Regions from separate parts of the Mus musculus genome. Here region 2 is linked to region 1. The links are chromatin contacts, called in public HiChIP or PLAC-seq maps. All regions are on one chromosome and are shown on one strand. Each heading gives the region's core, a stretch centred on a gene start, on an enhancer-like site or on the middle of the called end of the contact. The rest is flanking DNA. Distances are from core to core; before and after follow the strand shown.

What was found. HiChIP or PLAC-seq counts read pairs in DNA pulled down with a chosen protein or histone mark.
Region 2: an H3K4me3 HiChIP or PLAC-seq map of bone marrow-derived macrophages shows a contact between it and region 1, with 3 times the contacts expected there. The contact joins two enhancer-like sites. A contact is called at or near these places in 5 of 484 Hi-C or Micro-C datasets (the N1E-115 cell line, bone marrow-derived macrophages, liver and 1 more), 4 of 115 datasets of contacts at active chromatin or transcription factors (SST interneurons, bone marrow-derived macrophages, extraembryonic endoderm stem cells and 1 more) and 1 of 9 other capture datasets (adipose tissue).

Annotation. Positions count from the first base shown.
Region 1 is chr3:41,242,778-41,249,113 of GRCm38.p6, forward strand. No RefSeq gene overlaps it. Among named protein-coding and RNA genes, the nearest start is that of Gm40038, 72 kb to the left of the region's middle. Within about 2 kb of position 2,349, at least 11 of the 459 cell types and tissues checked have an H3K27ac peak or open chromatin away from gene starts, as enhancers often do. A contact at or near this core is called in bone marrow-derived macrophages, where this site is marked.
Region 2 is chr3:41,583,401-41,589,736 of GRCm38.p6, forward strand. It overlaps Jade1 (jade family PHD finger 1), which reads left to right. Exons shown (of 11, transcript NM_001130184.1): 3 at 5,534-5,622. Among named protein-coding and RNA genes, the nearest start is that of Jade1, 31 kb to the left of the region's middle. Within about 2 kb of position 3,836, at least 97 of the 459 cell types and tissues checked have an H3K27ac peak or open chromatin away from gene starts, as enhancers often do. A contact at or near this core is called in bone marrow-derived macrophages, where this site is marked.

The DNA.
Region 1 (6,336 bases), core at 1,099-3,598:
TACAAACGGAAGGCAATGGGAACAGAAGAAAAGGAATTCCGGAGTTCCGCAGTCATCAACCAAACACCAGAGCCTCTCACCCAGCATTATTTGCTAGCACTGAATAAATCTGAATAATGAGTTCTGTAGCTCCCAAGAAGCTCCAAACCCACAGTGTTAAATGATAGTTCTAGTTAGTTCACATGGGGCCTGTGATGGTTAGTTTTTGTCAGCTTGATACAAACCAGAGTCACTTGCGAAGAGAAAACCCCAATGAGGAGTTGCCTTCATCAGACCGGCCTGTGGGCATATCTATTGAGCATTTTCTTGATTAGTGATTGATTTAGGATGGCCCAGCTCAATGTGGATGCTGTGACCCCTGGGCAGGCCACAAGAAAGCAGGCTGAGCAAGCCATGAAGAGCAAGCCAGTCAGCAGTGTTCTTCCATGGTGTCTGCTGAAGATTCTGCTTTGGGTTTCTACCCTGACTTCCCTCAGTGATGGAGTCTGACTTGTGAGTTGTCATCTGAAATAAGTCCTTTCCTCACTAAGCTGCTTTGGCCATGGTGCTTATCATAGCAACAGAGAAGCACACAAAGACACGGTGGAACCAATTTCAAACAGAAGTGGGATGGGGAAACACTAACTTGTGCTGTGTGTTGCTGCCTACCACAGACAAAGACCACAGATGGGAACATAATATGAGTTCCAGCTGTTATACTTCTGGAAAAGCAAGGTGACTGTGGGAGCGATGCTACCTGGTGGTGACATCAGCACAGGAGCTGTTGTACTACAAAATAGAAAGTTCTGGTCAAGGCATGAGGTGAGAGGGGGCTGCGAAGAGCCAAATCTGATGCCAAAATGAGTCCCTGCCCCAGAGTGCTGGGAACAGGGCCAAGGGAAATTGTAGAGAAACTGAGGGAGGAAAGACAACAAAACCCAGGGAAAAATGTTCTCAGAGAATGATAGAGCACAGAAGACCCAGGTGAAGAGCCTCGTGTTGAATAGTTCTGAAGAGTCAATGACCAGGATATGAGTTTTCAAGTAGAGATTGAGTTTGCAAGGAGTGCATTTACCAAGTACCGTGGTCCTGATTAGGTGTGTTCAGAACAGGTTGGGTGAACTCTAACCAAAGGTGCTGTTCATGGGTTACTGTCGGCCTGGAGGATGGAAGCCTCCTGCTCACACTCTGGATGTTATCAGACAATGACAAAGTATGCGTTCATACTTTGTTATTTAATTGGCTATTTTGTTTCTGTTTTGTTTTTTTGTTTGTTTTTGTTTTGTTTTTTGTTTGTTTTTGTTTTGTTTTTTATTTTGTTTGTTTGTTTGTTTGTTTGTTTGAGACAGGGTTTCTCTGTATAGCCCTGGCTGTCCTGGAACTCACTATGTAGACCAGGCTGGCCTTGAACTCAGGAATACTCCTGCCTCTGCCTCCCAAGTGCTGGGATTAAAGGCGTGTGCCACCACTGCCCAGCTTAATTGGCTGTTAATGAGGGATTTCTAGGTGAGCCTGAGGACACTCTGTCTCTATCTGTGTCTCTCTCTGATTCTCTCTCTCTCTGTGTCTATGTCTCTCTGACTCTCTCAGTCTCTCTTGCCTTCAGTCTCTCTGCTCTCTGGGTGCCTGTTCCTGTCTCTTTCAGTCTCTGTCTCTCTATCTCTGACTGTCTCCGTCTGTCTGTCTTCTGGTAGTCTTTAGTTGAACATCTCTGCTCCACCAGATCATACACTACGATGAAGAGAAACCATGTGGAAAGTAAACCTTCCCTTCTTTTAAAGCTACTACATCAGGTAAGTCACTGGGATGAGATTTGAACAGAAATAATGAGACACAGGTAAACAGATGCACTGGGATTGCTTGCTTCATTGTTTTGTCAACCTGGCACAAGCTAGAATCATCTGAGAGAAGAGGAATCCTCAACTGAGGTCTTTCCCCCATCAGATTGGCTTGTAGATAAGTCGGGGGGGGGCATTTTCTTCATTCAAGATTGATGTGGGAGGGTACAGCACACTAGAGGCAGTGCTGCCCCTGGACAGTTCGTCCTGGGTATATGAGAAAGCAGGCCAAGCAAACCTTGAGGAGCAAGCCAGTAAGCAGCACCTATCCATGGCCTCTGCATCAGTTCTTACCCACAGGTTCCTGCCTTGGGTTCCAGCTGACTTTCTTTCAGGGTGTACTCTAACCTGTAAGATGGAATAAATTCTTTTCTCCCCAAGTTGTTTTTAGTCATGGGGTTTAATCACAGAAATAGAAAGCAAACTATGATAATGAAAAAGTTACAAAATGTGTCACACTAGATGACTTCACAAATCCTATGTCCTCATGTTAGCAGAAAAGGGGAAGAAAGAAAATGCTGATTTCGTGCCCCCAGCTGCTCCTCCAGCCCTGTGTTCTCAGCTGTACATATTGCTGACATGTGAGATGACATCTGCATATCTCAGCAGCAGGAGGGGAGCCCTGATCCCTTCTTAGACGAAGATGGAGCTATTTGGCTGGGCTCCTGTAATGCTAGTCCTTGACAGACCCATGAGCAAGTCAGGGTCTCAAACAAGGCCTGAGAAGGAACACCACCCATGTAGTCTGGCCTAAACACACACCACACACACACACACACACACACACACACACACACACACACACACACGAGAGAGAGAGTGTGAGAGAGAGAGAGAGAGAGAGAGAGAGAGACAGAGAGAAGCACAAATTTTCAGTTTGACCAGTCATCTATGCTAGGTGGCTCTCTGGATGGCTCACAGGATCCAATGCTTTTTTTTCTGGCTTCCATGTGTACCTCCCCAAGGGTACCTCACAGTCACACACAGTCATGTATAAATGACCATTAAGAAATATATAAGCACACATAAACATAAGTAAATATTAAGAAACAATACATTTATTGGATTTTGAGAGTTGTATGCATTTACACAGTGTATTCTGATTATATGCACTCTCCACTCCTCTCCCTAACTCCTCTTAGCTCCTCAACCCCCAACAGTCCTTCCAATTTCATGTTTTCTTTTTGTCCTTCCTTCCTTCCTTCCTTCCTTCCTTCCTTCCTTCCTTCCTTCCTTCCTTCCTTCCTTCCTTCTACAGCTCACTGATTCCAATCTCTGTTGTCTTAATATTCATAAGTATGGGGTTATCCACTGGAACACGGTCAGCTTACCAGAGACCACATCTCTAAAGATAAAGGATTCTCCTCCTCTCAAGGATACCAACTGTTAATCATCCCTCAGCTAGGGGTGAAGACTCAAGAACCTCTCCTCCATCCTGTTGACTCGCTCAATCTCATGCAGGTCTTGTGCGGGCATCCATAACTACTGTGAGCTCATTAATGCCCAGGTCTTGTAATGTCCAGAAGACACTATGTTGCTCCGCTTCTCCATGATGTCTGCCTCCTACAGTCTTCCTGGTCACTTTTCACCATAATCCCTGAGCTTTGAGAGGATGGACTATGATACATATGTGTTGATTGTGGCTGAGCACTCCACAGAAGATTATTCTTTGCACATTGACAAGTTGTTTCTACTGCCTGAAGAAACTTCTCTGATGAGGTCTGAGAGCAGGTCTAAGGAGTTGGGAACAGGGGCCAGCAGGCCTGGGGTGAGCCTGGCGTCGGTGTTCCTGTGGGAGGAATCCAGCTTAGTTCAATTGAGTTTACAGAACACTTAAGGGCAGCTCTGTATGACTCAGGCCTTGGTCTCCTCCCACCCCACCCCCCAGCGATTCTTAATGAAGGAGGCAATCCTTGCTTATCCCAACTGCTTTATTCACGGCAGATGAGGGTACATGGGTAAACCAGAGATTAAATACTTTTTGCAGGAAGGGATGCCCAGGAAGGGAAGCTCATTGGTTAAATACTCGGGGCCTATCTGGATACCTCAGTAGCAGGGAGAACTCTAAGTTCTATGCTGAGTGACCAGTTGTCATGGTCTTAATGAGGTGTCGTGGTCACATGCTCCAGTATAGGAACCTGGTCCGGAGCTAGTTCACACTCTTGCCGGTCTCAATTATGAGGGGTTTTGTTGTTGTTGTTTGTTTTTTTTTTTTGTTTTGTTTTTGTTTTTTGGGTTCTGTACGTTGCTCCTCCCTTACCAGCTCTCTGTCTGGTGACACAGTCACTACCCCACACTTCTCCATGGTCACTTTTGGCTCTTGATCTCTGTTGACATTTTTTTTTCCTCCTTAGCTCCATGTCTTTGCTTTCACTTTGTATTGTACAAACATTCAGCCAAGTACAAAATAAAGTAGTATAATAAAGCTCTGTGTCTCTACTGCCCAGCTGATTGGCTTAGAGATAGGTCCATTTTAACTAAAATTAATTACATTTACTTGGTGTGTGTGTGTGTGTGTGTGTGTGTGTGTGTGATGTGTGGTGTATGTGTGTGTATAGTATGTGTGGTGTACATGTATGTGTGTTTTTGTGTGGTGTGTGCATAAATGTATGTGGTGTGTATGTGCATGTGTATGGTATGCATGTATGTGTGTGTGATATGTGCATGTGTGTTATGTGTGTGTTGTTGTGTGTGTGGTTTATGGTGTGTTTGTGTATCGTATGTGTGTGTGTGAGGAATGTGCATGTGTATGTGTGTGTATGTGCAGTATGCATTATGTGTGTGTTTGTGATGTGTGTGGTGTGTGTAGTATATGGCATGTGTGTGTTATGTATTGTACATGTGTCTCTATGTTTATATGTGCACCTATAGAAGTCTAAGGACAATTCTCAGGAGCTGGTTCTATTCTTTTAAAACATGGCTCCCAGGATTCAACTTGGGTCATTAGTTTTAAAAGCAAATATCTTTCTCCACTGATTATCTTGCTGGTGTCCATGTTATTTTGTGAACAAATTTCTTAACTACTTTTTTCATTATAATATTCTCTTGGTGATCTTTAGGCTCATAAGTAAATGCTGTTCGTATGCTGAAGACTCTTCAGTGTAGTGCCTGTGCTTTGTGTTGTGGCTCTAAGCCTAGATTTTGGTACTTTCCTGTCTGGTTTCATACTGCAGCTCTTAAAAAACCTGCCTTCCTGGCTTCAGCAAGCTGCTTAGACTCTGTGTTCCTCAGGCTCCTACTGTGTGAAATAGAGAATGATAATGTCTGCTGTTGTGAGGCCCAGGTGCATTACAGACTTGGGGTGCTTAAGACAGCATCTACCCAGATGCAGTATTTGGATTTTTATTACTCTAGATCAAGCCAGACTTCATGCTTGCACACCAGGTCCAACTGTGGACTTGACACTCCCACTTAGATGTCGAACAGACACCTCAAAATTACTATTCTGAAACCAAACTCTGGTCCCTCCCACTCACCCCAATCTCCTTTCTCAGTTAAAGGTATCTCTGTTTTTGGTTCTTAGCCACAATATAATGTTGGCTCCTTTCTTGTTCTCTTGTCTCATATCAACTTCTGTTGGCTTTGCTATTTAAATATGCAGTAGCCCACTTGAGCCCCTCCCACAGCCTCCCTGCAGTGTTACCACAGCTTCTTCACTGGTCTCTCAGCTCCCAGCAACCTCTGGTCCCGTCCCACAGCCATGCTCAATATGACTGAGTGGTCCTTAAGTCAGGTACATCACTGCTCTGTCAAAACCTGGCAGTGGCTTCTTAAGGTGATCAAACTAAGCAGCCAAGCCCTTACCATCCTTTTTGCCTTCCTTTCCTGCTGTTTCTTGCTCATTTTGTTCAGGCATCCTGATGACCTTGCAGTTACTGGGACATATGATGAGGTTCCTACATACGTCTTTATATGTTAGCAATGTATGTGGCCATCTAAGAATTCAGTGCCCAGATCTCCATGGTCATTTCCATGTTTGGGTTTTAATGTGAACATCTTATTTAATGAGTGTCCTGTTCAACCAGTAAATTTAAGTCCTGGATCCTTATCCCATCTCACCTCCTATGGTCTTAGTTCCCCTTCCTCTTTGCTGTTTGTTATTGTTCCCTTGGCATATCACCTTCTAACATACCCTACAACAACCTCCAATTTTGGATAGCATTTTTTTTTTGCCTTTCTTAACTAAAACACAAATGTCATCAGGACACCTCTGCCTGATTTGCTTACTGATGAATTCCTAGGACAGAACTTGGCACAAAGTAGATGATAGATAGTAGATAGATTTAAGGTTTAGAAAAATAAACCACAAGCAAGACTCCTTAGAGAGGGGTGGAGGCTCATGTCCTCCCCCTCCATACTGGGATGTGTACTGGTTTAATTGTGTATAAGGTCCTGTGCAGGCAAACACAGCTGCTGTGAGTTCACAGTGCAACCAACAGTCTTGTCATGTCCAGAAGACACTTTTTTTTTGCTTGTCTTCCTTGACCCCTTACTCTTACAATCTTTACTCACCCCCTTC
Region 2 (6,336 bases), core at 2,586-5,085, 340 kb after region 1:
CTTATTGACTTGATAATTATGGTGAATGTTGGTGGTGAAGAGCAGGTAGCTGTGACTGAATGCCAGGCCTCGGACGTTGTGTCTGCAGGCTGCGCGCTGAGGACTCTTCTCGCCTTCTCCCCTAGCAGCTAGTTCATTGTAACTGCATTGGGACCCCTCCCTGTATTATTTCGGTTTGTGGGTGGAGTGGCATCTTTTCGCCCATGCAGCGAGGGCCACCTGTGATAGCTTTCCATGTCCTGAGTCTTGCTTACAACAGGGGCTAGGGCTGTGCAGTGGCCACCTCTCAGCCTCTCCAGCTTACAGGCCTGATGGGATTTTGGCAGCATGTCCAGGTGGAAGAGAGGCAGCTGCAGACGTCAGCATGGGGCCACCGCACCAGCTACAGGAATAGCTGGGGCCTGCTGCTTCTGGCTTCTGAGTCTGTAGCCCATTGCTTTGTTTTCTGGCCTGGCCCAGGGGAACAACAGTGTGGTATTTACAGTTGGGGATGGATGGGCCTTTTCTGTGCCAGGTGCCAGCCCTCATCTGCTGACGGCACTGTTGTTGGTCTTTCTCCAGCTGCCCTGGAGGCCCATCCCTGCAGTTGGGCGAAATACTGATAGGGAGTTTTTAGGCAGTGTCTGGAATTGCTAGGCTCTGGGGACTGGGTAGCCTAGCCCGACTCTGAAGTTAGACCCTATGCCTGGGTGTGAAGGTAGGCCCTTAAGTCCCACTTTTTTCCACCCAGCAAAATGTGAGAAGAGGGTCCACCAGTTAGTTTCATTATTTCCAAAGGTTTCATTTTCTCTGCAGAGACTTATTGGGATAAAACATCCCTTTTAGGGCAGGAATATTATTGGTTGTCTGAGGCTAATTATAGCTCTGATCTATATCCTTACATACTTTCCCTATAAAAGTGAGAAAAACTAAATAGTATTTAAGGAATACTGTCAAACCATATGCTTTTCAGAAGGTGGAGTGAGTTGGACCATAGAGGCTGGCCGAGCAAGGCTGCAAGAGCTGAGGCAGATGGAGGCTCCTTCCCAGGGTACACACCGGGTTGTCATGTGCTGTCTGTGTAATCCCAGTTGGGGATTTATGTGGTATTACTTTATTTGCCCAGGGCAATGTGTTACGTGTGCATCCTGATGTTGTGACACTGGTCCATGGCACTCAGCACTGCTGGCCTTGTGTTACATAGTAAGATTTTTTAGTTCTAAGAGCAGAAGCATGTCTCAGACATGGAGAGTCACCTCTGGGGTGGCTGGGAGAGGCTTAGTGCTTGCATAGCCGGGACCCGCTGCCTGCTGTTGTATCTGTCCTCATGGAAGTAAAACAACAACAACAACCACCACCACCACCACCACCACCACCACCTCTTTTTCCTTCATTCTTTTCAGTGTTTGAGATAGTTTAACAAAACTATTCTTTTATTTTCAAAGACCTATTTATTTATTTTATGTATGTGAGTACACTGAAGCTTTACAGATGGTTGTGAGCCTTCATGTGGTTGTTGGGAATCGAAATTTTTAGAACCTCTACTCCAGTCAACCCTGCTCACTCAGTCCCTGCTTGCTCCAGCCCAAAGATTTATTTATTATTTTACATAAGTACACTGTAGCTGACTTCAGACGCACCAGAAGAGGGCGTCAGATCTCATTATGGGTGGTTGTGAGCCATCATGTGGTTGCTGAGATTTGAACTCAGGACCTTAGGCAGAGCAGTCAGTGCTCTTACCTGCTGAGTCATCTTGTTAGCCCAACAAAACTATTCTTACTTGAGTACTGTATACATAAGACATTTTAAGTCAAATTTGTCAGTAGAAAGGACTTAGCTTTAGGTAACATTCTTACTTGTGAATGGCCATTGTTTTAGACATTATTGCCAAGATCGCCACTCCTCTGCTGAATGCAAGAGGTGGGAACAAAAGTTAGTGTACTTCCTGTATCTTTATTTTGAGACAGGGTTCCCAAATTATGTCTAGTGGTGGGTGATCTTGAACTCCTGACTCTCTTGACTCCACCCCCAAGTGCTGTGATGATGGGTGTGGTTCCTGATGGTACCGTTTGCCCTCAGATGTCACAAAGAGGAATACTGGCTCCACGTTGTCACCATACAATTTTTGGCAGATGCTGGTCTTTGCTATAGCATGAGTTACTTAGACATTGAGACCGCTCACTTCCCATTTGACACTCCTCTTGCTAAAAAAGTATTTTATGCTATAATTTAATTAATGAGGAATGTAAGTAATTACTATTCCTGCTACTAGGTTTTTTTGAGGCTGGATCTCGCTACATCACCCACTCTGGCCTCCAGCTTCGTATCCTCCTCCTTTAGTCTCCCTTGTTGCCAGGGTAGCAGAGGCACATCTGCACACTCAGTTGGGAGTATCATTGGAGCATCCTGATGATCCCCTCCCAGCCTGGAGAGGATGGCTTTGGGAAGGGCGCTGCTGTGATACCATCCACACGGTGGCCTGAGATCTTTTGACTTTCAGAATGTGTCATGGACAGGCAAGCATTCCACAAGAGAGCAGTGGCCCCACACTGATACTGAATGGTGCCTCATTTTTTGGGAGCTCAGAAACATCTTTGTACAAGGTAAACTAGGAGTGTATTCCTGTGCCCACCGTCTTCAGCTCTAGGCGTGCTGTGATGGTTTCCCTTACAGCAGTACCCAGTGCCCCCCCCCCCCCCATGACATTTTTAAGGAGAAAAATCATCTGCTATTCAAAATTCTACTTACTGAGAATTTTCTGTGTGTGTGCAGACTGGTTTGAACTCCTCTGAATTCTGAACGTCATATCTGCATGTTCTCTGTGAAGTAGTGACTCCCTGTTGCAGGGAGGTCTCATGACTTCCTGTTCTGCTCGTTCATTGGGGTCCCATCCAGCCTAGGATTTCTGTGTCTCACCAGTGGAAGGGGGCTGGAGGTTTTCATACTGTGAACGGTGCTTCTTAGTGGCGATAGCTTTCTCATGGCTTCGTAATGGATAATTTATGTACAGCAAGCTGCACATGTTTAAGTGTATGCTTTGAGAGGTTTAGCTGTGTTTGCATGTATTATGTCATCAAAATCAAAATAACATGTCCATCCAACTTTGCCCCAGGCAGCCACTGAGCTGCTGTCGGGATAGATGAGTCTTCATTTCCCTGAACTTTGCATCAGTGTAGTGTACCTTTGCCTACTCTGGCTCCTTGGATTCATTCACTGAGTGTATTTATTTCAGTATTTGTCTATGTTACACGAAGCACGTGCTTCACACCCATCTGTTTATAATGTGTTCCTTTTTATTGCTGGCTAGTGTTTCACTGAAGGGATGTGTCATGGTTTATTTATCCTTTACAGTCTGGTGGTGAAGTTTTAGGCTGTTCCTTGGTTTATTATTTTTAATTTTTAGGATTCTTATATTTTATACCATCACTTTCCCTTTCTGTTTTCTTCCTCCAAACTTTTGTACTGTGCCCATGCTCCCTGCTGCCTTTCACATTCATGGCCTCCTTCTCTTTGGCTTATAGTCAGTAAATGTCTTGTTTTTATGCCCATTTTCTATCTCCATATCCGGGTTGTGGGAGGGAAGGTGTAAGAAGCCTCTGGCTGACACAGAGTCCTCTGTGGACTTCACCCACACTTCCTTCTCAGGGACGACCAGTCTCATTCGCAGTGTGCTCACATGGTTTCGAGAGTGTGTGGCATTTCCCATGCATTTTGAGTCCAAGGACTATTATTGCTTGGAGTTGGCACTGGAACCTCGGGTCTGGAGACTGCTGGGCAGGCTCTGTGCACTAGGCTGCACCCTAGCCCCACTTCCTGCTGAATCCAGAGGATCTTCTGGTGTGGTCACAGAATGGTACGAATCACCTATAAGGGTGGAGTTTCATTCCACAGGAGTGATGGCGCCAGATGATCTAGTACTGGTATTGAAGGGTAGCTCAGAGACCTTCCTTCCTTCTCAGCCCTCTCACAGTCCCTGTGGCTGTGGCTAAGAATTGGATGAGAGGCATATGTGCAGGAGCTGTGTCTTCAGTTTGTTGATGTGTCTGTCTGCTGATTCTGGGCCAGGAAGGGCTTGAGTGACAGGGGGCTTCACTGTCAAATTGGTGGCTCTCTTAGGCTTTTGCTTTTTAACATCTTGGGGTTTTGTCAGTTTCTGAGAAGTGACAGGGTTCAGTGCCCGGGTGCTGTAGTGACAGACAGGAGGTGACATGAGTTATCTGTAAGTTAGGGGAGAAATGAAGGTGGTTGGGAATGCTGTTCCCATCCGGCTGCAGTTGTGTGCCTGCAGAGAGGCCACTGTAGCTGGCCACACACATGAGAAGGGGCGGCAGCAGGGCCGGATAGGCAGGAGGAGGAGCTAGGGTTTTGAGGCATTGGAAGGTTGGCCTAGGACTTGGCTGTTGACTGGCTGCCTTCTGAGGAGGAAGGAGGAGAGTCTGACTGACTTGTGGGTTTCTGGCCTCTGGTAGAAAAGGCCGTGGGATTCATCTTGGGGGCCGGAAGAGGTGAAAGTGAGCATGTTCATGCAGAGCACGGAGCTTGGGATTTTTGCTCAGAGCTGACAGATTTTAGAATGACTGGGAAGTTGATGTCTACCACCAAGGTGATACTGGCTCTGCAGCGAGCTGAGAGCGCCTAGTCTAAGAGTGCAACTCTCTTAGGCTCCCCTGGGTTCTGGTTAGAGACTCGGCTACTTCGGAACTGCTTGGAAATGGAGAGACCGTGAGAATTAGGGCCCCAGGGAGCAAGGCAGTGTGGCTTGAAGGGGGCATCTCAGGCAGGGGAGCTCAGTGCTACAGGAAAGTTTCAGGCCTGGAAACACTTAGGATTTGGGGTTTCCTGGTGATCAGCTACAGGAGGGATTGGGGCACCTCGGAAGAGCAGTGTAGTAGGTGATGTTAAAGCTGTGTGGAGGTTTCTGATTTTTCTGTGCCTCGTGGAGGCAAGTGTTTTGGGCAGGACCTTAGGTTGAGCCCGGTGATCCTGGCTGAAAACTTCCGGCATGATTTCTAGTTCATGTACCAGTGTGGGTCTGTGAGCGTCTTGAGCACAGCTCGGAGCCTGGATTATGCTGCAGGCTCTCTTGGCTCGCTGTTCACAAGGCAGAGCACCCTGTACACTGGAGCCGACAGTGATCACCTTAGAAAATGACTGGAAGGAAGGAACCCTGTCAGAGCCAGCCAGGGTGATGGCACTGCAGGTTCTCCTCCTTCGCTGAAGGTTTCTTGTAGGGGAAAGACCTCTTGACAGCTCAGTGACCTGTGCTTTTTTGCTTGTTTGTTTTGTGCTCTGTGAGGATGTGTAGATAGGTGTGGAGACCAAAGGTCGGATAGACTGCCTTCTCCTTTGTCTCTTCCGCCTGACTTTCTGAGACAAGGCCTTTCACTAAACCTCTGACGTTCAGAGTCCTATCATCACCATGCCAACTCTTTACTTGGATGCTGGGGACCTGAACTCTGGTCCTCAGGTTTGTGCAACTAGCGCCATATCGCCGCTCAAATACTGAGCCTGTATTTTTTTTTAATGGTTCCTGTTTGGATGTTTGTTTCCTCAGGCTTGTCAACGACATGGTCCCAGCATTCTCGATCCCAGCATGGGAGGAGTAGTACCTGCTCTAGACCTGAAGATCGAAAGCCTTCTGAGGTACTTCTGAATGCTTGCTTGCCTTGATCATGTGTGCTGTAAGTAAGTGCATGCGAACCTGCCGCCCACATGCCTGCCCCATGCTGTGCAGGTCTGGGCAAGTGCCCCACTTTATACCCCGGCAAGATGGTGAGAAGCAGATGTGTGCCTTGTTGCAGGAAGAAGTGAGCTAATTAATACATATAGGCTCGAACACGCAAAGCATGTTACACGTATATCATGCGCAGTGAATGTTAGCTATTATTATTAATTGTATTCTTTTTTTCCTTTCCTGTTCCGTCTTCGCTGGCTCCCAACAAGTTTTCCTCTGGCCAGGACATGAGCGGGTTCAGCTGCTGCCAAGTCACTGCCAGCCTCAAGTTAGTTTTAGCCATGGATCTGTGGCTTATTTGGCAACAAGCCAATGTGACTCTGGGAGTTTCGTTATGCTTAAGGCTTTCCCCGTCTTTCCCAATTTGTTTTCACATTTTATGTTTCCCTGATGCCCTACGTTTCGTTGTTCATTTCCCTGCTAAAATCATTTTTAGAGGCATCTGTCTCCCGCCAGCCTCGGTTGCTTAGGGGCCCCGTTGTCCTGAGACCTGCTTTCTCTGCGGCCATTCCGAGGCGCCGGGCATTGAGACCCAGGTGTCTCAGCCTGTCGGGTTCTCAGGGAAAGCTGTGGGAAAGTTGTTCTGGCATTGCACTGTTTGTGGGATGAGCTCAGTTGGCTTG